Linked DNA regions of Gossypium arboreum: region 1 is linked to region 2. Evidence: chromatin contacts called from public Hi-C data. All regions are on one chromosome and are shown on one strand. Each heading gives the region's core, a stretch centred on a gene start, on an enhancer-like site or on the middle of the called end of the contact. The rest is flanking DNA. Distances are from core to core; before and after follow the strand shown.

Evidence for each region. Hi-C and Micro-C count contacts between places; a contact is called where the count stands out from the background.
Region 1: a contact with region 2 is called in a Hi-C map of leaf, with 4 times the contacts expected there. The contact joins the promoter of LOC108464426 here to the promoter of LOC108463052 in region 2. A contact is called at or near these places in 2 of 5 Hi-C or Micro-C datasets (both in leaf).

The regions. Positions count from the first base shown.
Region 1 is chr8:49,130,653-49,133,807 of ASM2569848v2, forward strand. It overlaps LOC108464426 (protein HLB1-like), which reads right to left and starts at 1,887. Exons shown (of 14, transcript XM_017764724.2): 1 at 1,308-1,887; 2 at 507-629; 3 at 322-391; 4 at 30-143. The coding sequence starts at 1,642.
Region 2 is chr8:48,605,242-48,608,363 of ASM2569848v2, forward strand. LOC108463052 reads right to left here and starts at 1,373. Exons shown (of 1, transcript XM_017762989.2): 1 at 301-1,373. The coding sequence starts at 1,249. The coding sequence ends at 497.

The DNA.
Region 1 (3,155 bases), core at 637-3,136, 530 kb after region 2:
TCATCAGCAACATGAACAAGCACACATACATCATGAAGTGTCGGGCAAAGACGAGTAGCCTCGTCATACTTTTTACAAGCCTCCTCTAGCAAGGCATCTTTAGAAGGTGAAGTAGAATCTGGACTAACATTATCTGCACTTTCCTGCAAGCCAAATAAGAACAGAAAGGACATGATATGAGAAATCTGCATCATTTTGCAACCATTACAATATGCTTAAATTGACAATGTTAAGGAGGCTGCCCTTGCTGTATAATAATAAGACATGATAATCATTCTGAATGATGTTAAGCGAACATCAACATTAACCAGTATCTCAAACCTGAAGAACCAATGCCCAATTGTAGAGAGCATCATAATCTTCTGGGTTTCTCTCCAGTGCAGTAGCATACCTACAAAATTTGACTGAAAATCAGTACTATTGAATAGCAGACTCTAAAGCGGCAACATATCAAGCTCAATATGGAAGTAAAGTGTGAAAAGTGTATAAAAATAAGATGACAGTACCTCCTGGCAGCATATATAAGAATCCGTTGACGAGACCTGCCTTCCTCATCAGTACCAGTGACACTATTGATCAACTCCATTGCAGCATTATTTTGGTAGGACTGACATTGCGTGTTTTCTTGACTGAAGCATATATAAATCATGTAGTAGACAATGGTATCATTCACAAGCAGAAGAAACAAGGATCACATCATATTTACTCCAACAAGACTAGGAAACCTTTACTGCATGAATGGCGGCATATGAAAATGAACATAAACTGAATTCTATAAAGTGCAAAATCCCAAAACCAAGGATTCCTTCATCGAAGTTGGAAAAGATTAAGATTACAATTGATGCCGAACTTGAAATTCAGAACTAATTTAATGACTCAAAAGCAGGAAAAAAAATCTAATTGCATCTGAAGTTCAAAGATAACGAGCTTCTAACATAACAATCATGTTCAAGAGTAATGGAAGACCTTTGATGGGAGAACAGTTGCTCATCCATGCAATTAATGAAAATGAACTCGTAGACTAAAAGGAAGAGTACGCCTTAATTGCATCTAGTAGTTTGCCAATAGATAATCAAGAATCAAAATTCTGTAACTTCTCTGTTCGGGATATAAAAGAGAAACAGCATAATTTTAGGTTCAGTTGAAACTCGAAGAATTCTCCACATTTAATTGAGGAGAATAATCAACGGGGACCTTCAAAGATCGAAAGATTTGTACGTTGAAATCTCGTTAAATCCAATTACAAATTAAAGAGTGTAATTTTTTGATCAACTGAAACTCGAAAAGAGAAGGAAAAAAGAAAGTACCTGTAAGGAGAACCTGCATCATCTTCGTCGCTTTTCAATTCACTTAGCAATTCTCTCATCGTGAAAGTCCGGTTCTCGTCATCTTTACGCCGCCCTGGAGGAGCAACTTGGTCGGTTGAAGCTTGTTTGGTCGTCTCATTCGATTGGATCGAGCTCTCATTGTTCGGCTCCGGCTTCGGAACGACATCAGTTACCACAGGTTCCGGTTTCAGTTCCTCTTCCGGTTGTTGTTCAGGTTGAGATTCTACTTTCAATTCCGATTCCGGTTCGGGCTCGGGCCGGGGTTGTGGCTGGAAACCATTTTGAAGTTCGGATCCCTCAATCGTTTCGGACATAGCGTTGAACGAGAGATTTGCGTGCAACGCCAAAGCGGAATCCAAGAAGATCTGAAAGAGAGAACTAGAAAATATAGCGTGTTGAAGCCAAGATCCAATGCAAAAAAGGATGTTACTTCAGCAGGGCCGTAATAAGTCGCAGTAAAAGTAAAACATAGGTAAGCTACTATGTAAGAGTACAACTGTTATCTTCAAATGCCAAGATTCCTCCCTCATTACTAAATTTTAATGTATTGAAACCTAAGTTCGCAGGGTGGTGTTGACCATTTTCCGAAAAAATCATTATTAAAAAACCTAAATTTTGAACACGATATTAAGCTTTAAAAAATAATTAAGTTGGTTTAAAAAAATGGTTCTGGCATAGCTTTTATATTCAAAACCAAAATACAACATTTCTTATGTAATTTATATGACATCAAATGAAATATACTTATAATTTAAATATTAATTCTTTTAGAAATTTAATTAAAAATATATAATGGTTATAATTATATAATCGTTAAATATTAAATAAAACAATTATTTTTAAAAAATAATATATATATATATATATATGAAAGTGCTAACGAACTTAAATGAATTATTTATAAATATGGGTAAATTTAGTTGAAATTTGAAATTTATATTTTTTCTAAGTTAAAATTGGAAATTTATTATGGTATTAATATTATGGACCTAATTTAATCTCAACTCAATCCATAAATTCATTTATGGAAGTAATATTATTTATATAAGATTTTTACTTAAGGTGCATTTCTTTCATGAAAAATTATTTATGAAAAATAGTTTTCACATTTTGTGTTTGGTTAATGACAAATAACTTGATGAATGAAGTTACTCAGTCAATTACAATAAACCCCTTTTATGCAAGTTTTCTTCTTTTAAGAATTTTTGAAAAAACCTCAATTATGAGTAAAAAGTTTTTAGATAATAATTTACTTGAACTGAGCTAAATATTAATATATTATAATAAAATTTTAGTTTTAACTTTTAGAAATGTTAAAATATTGATTTTAAATTATACTTTTCAATATTATTAAATATATATTTATATTTACATTTAATAGTACATAACAAATTATTAATATAGTTAATACAATTTATTATTTTAATTAAATTATTTAATATTATAATTTTATTTTTACAATAAATTCTACTACTAATAATAAATTTAAATTTAGAAAGTATTCTTAATATTCTATTAAAAATATTTTATATTAATATTTTAATAATAAGTATATGAAATATGATTTATAAATATTTAGCAATGTTTTACAATATAAATATTAATAATATAAATATGAGTATTTTTAAAAACTTTACTTACTTTCATTTATTCCTTCCAATTTCAATGAACTATTATCCTTATCATACATATAATTTTAAGTTTAAGTTTTAATTAATCATTGATTATTATTAAGTCTATATAAGATAATGCAATTATTATAAGATAAATTTTGATTGTCAAAGGAAATACTTCAATTCTTTTAACAAATATAATTTATGATATGAA
Region 2 (3,122 bases), core at 123-2,622:
TTTAGGCTCCAATGTATTTTACTAATTACGGTCACATAATAGGTTTTAGTATAACAATTGAATTTTAATATCACATTAGATTTTCGTTACATTGTTAAATTAATTATTCAATAATCACGTAATAAATTAACAACATTACTGATGATATAATATTTTTAAAGTTTAATTATCAAAATATAAACTTAAATAATCAATTAACCCTCATTAAAATCATCATATGTCAACACCTCTAATTTTAGAAAAGTAAAATTTTCGAGTTCATATATTTTATGGTAAATTATAAATTCAATTATTAACACCTTTTAGTAACTATATAAGAAATATAATTGACCTGAGAATACACTTGCATTTTAAATTCGGAATAAGAATAGAGAAAAAGTAAAATTGAACCCGAGAGAAGAAATTAATCATTCTAAATTCCAAAATTTAGACTATGGAACGGCAAAAGTTTGGCAGAGAGCCTGTTTTGTGCGTCTGTGGTTTACAATTTACAGTGTCATAGTATTCTAATCCGTCTCAAACTTTTGGCGGAGGCTCTGGAGAACAAGTAACCAACACCCAAGCACATCACCCAAATGCCCACATCAAAGGCCCAGCTCACTCCCTCCCCCGCCGTACACATATCTTGTATCCCTTCACAATCTCCGTCGCACCTTCCTTCTATATCGTCACCGTCTGATTCCACACAACTGCAACTACATTCATCGCTCACTTCACTCTCCCCTGGAATATCCTCCAGCTGATCAAAACCCACCCTCCTATTCTTCCTCGCAATCATCCTCACCCTCTCTCCCATCGCCTTGTCTCCCTCCACTGCCACGCAAACATCCGCCACCGCGCGCTCAGCGCCGACCGTTTTCCCATCCCTTGTCTCCAGCGCGCACTTGCACTCCATCTTCCACTTTTGCTCCTCTCTTCTAAAAATCCCTTTCAACACCTTGTCCTCTCCTGAGTAAACATCGAAGCAGACTCCATCACCGGCCTGAACTAGCTCCCTGCTGCCGTATATTGCCTCTCCGCTCCTCGTCTTGACATTAACCATCCGATGGAGAACTAAGAAGGAGGAGGAATCAGAGCGGATAGCAGTCCCTGAAACGTGAAGCGCCGATTCGTTGATCCTTGGTGGGTAGAGTAGAGTGAGAGAATTTGAAAAGGAATCGAAACCCGAGATTCGGATGAAGAAAGCTTTGATCTTTAAAAGGTTTTGATCGGCGCACCGGAAGTCGTAATAATCCGTAGACCTACACATTGTTATTCTTTTTTTCCTTTGGGGGATGGGAAATAATTTTAGAGAATTGATTGATTGATTTATATGAGTAAAAAAGAAGAAGAGTGGAAGTGGGGTGGAGGCGGCTGAGTGGGCGACGTCGGTTTTGAAGGATGAAACTAACGATGGGAACACGGTTTTTGATGCTGACGTGCAGAAAATGACAAAACCACACTTATGTTGTGTTCTGTCGAATATTTTCGGCTTTTTTTTTTAAAAAATGACCAAAAGCTTTTAGTTATTTACGAAAATACCCATTTTAAAAAATATATAAAATAAATAATTTGTTTTGAACGGTAAACGTTGGTGACGTCATTGTCATTGGTGCCATCTCCTCCAATTTTAAAAAAATAATTTTTTTGGGTGTCATTGTCATTGACAACATCGGATTGAAGTATAATTATATAAAACATTTAGGGACATGATGAATCAAATACCCTTTTAAATTGGATGAATAAAGGGGTGATGTCATTCCTCAACAGGACTAATTAAATATTTTTAAACTTTTAGTCTGTTTGTATGTTAGGTCTGACTCTTTTTTAAATTAAATTTAAATAGTCCTTAAAAATATAAAAATAACAAAAGTAAACTCTTTTTGTTATGAATATCTTATTAAGTGGATGCTCATCATGATTGAGATACAATTTTGATGGACTTTAAATTCTAATAGTTATTAAAATTAGATTTCTACTTCTTTTATATTTCTTATACTTATAAATAGAGACTCTAATAAAGTATTGTAAATTGTCCCTTTTGATCAATAAAGTACATTATCTATTATTTTCATTTTTTTTTCTTTATTCTCTCCATCTCTCTTTATTTTATAACACGTTATCAGCACGATAATTCACTATTTTTCTTTTCAAAATCTTTAGAATTCATCCCACAGATAAAATTCTTTTTCACTTTAAACTTTAATCCTTACAACTTCATCTTCGGGATGTTGAAAGATTCAATCTCAGAATGAAATATGATTCTTATTCCCGATCTTTGATTTATTATACAAGCATGGGTAAAGTATAGATTTGGTAAGAAACTTTTATATTTCAACCATATTTCGTTTTTCAATTAAGGTATGACTACATTAATTTTTATTGACATAAATTTTACATTCGATGGTATTTGATTTTTGCTTTTCTAGGTTAATTTTTTTATGTAATGTACATAATTGTTGATTAAATATGTTTGCTATTAATATGATATGTTTTCTCTATTATTTTACGGTAAATCATTCTTTTGAAGTTTTTAAATTAAGTTATATTATGCATAATATTTAGATGTTTTGATTATTAAATTCTTATTATTAAATATTCTTGAAATTTTATTAAAATTATGGTGGAAAGTGTTATTAACCTACCATTGTTGATTAAAGGAAATTTGATAGGATCTATTTATTCTTTATTAACTTGCTAATGTTGAATGATTGTATGATTTTAAATTGAACTTATAAATATTTTATTAGAGCAATATAATATTTTATAACATATATGTGGTATTGAAATTGATACGATATGTATCGGATAATTTTCAAGCATCGTACTTAAAAATTATGATTATTTATTAAATGATTTTTACTATTACATTATAAAATGTTATTACGAAAACAAAGTTGTTTTACTACTTGTAATAGTGTTCCTGATAATAGCCAAGGTGATGACGATGATGTTAAAAATCTTCAGGTATGTTTTACTATGTTTTATTTATTATATCATGTTTATTATAATTGGAGACTAATCATGACAACATGAATAGATAAATTTTGATTTGAAGTCTCACGCATGTTTGCGATGGTGATTATGAAATAAAGAATCTATTGGGATGTTTATAAGTCTGTCCTACTAGATTTGTTGCATTC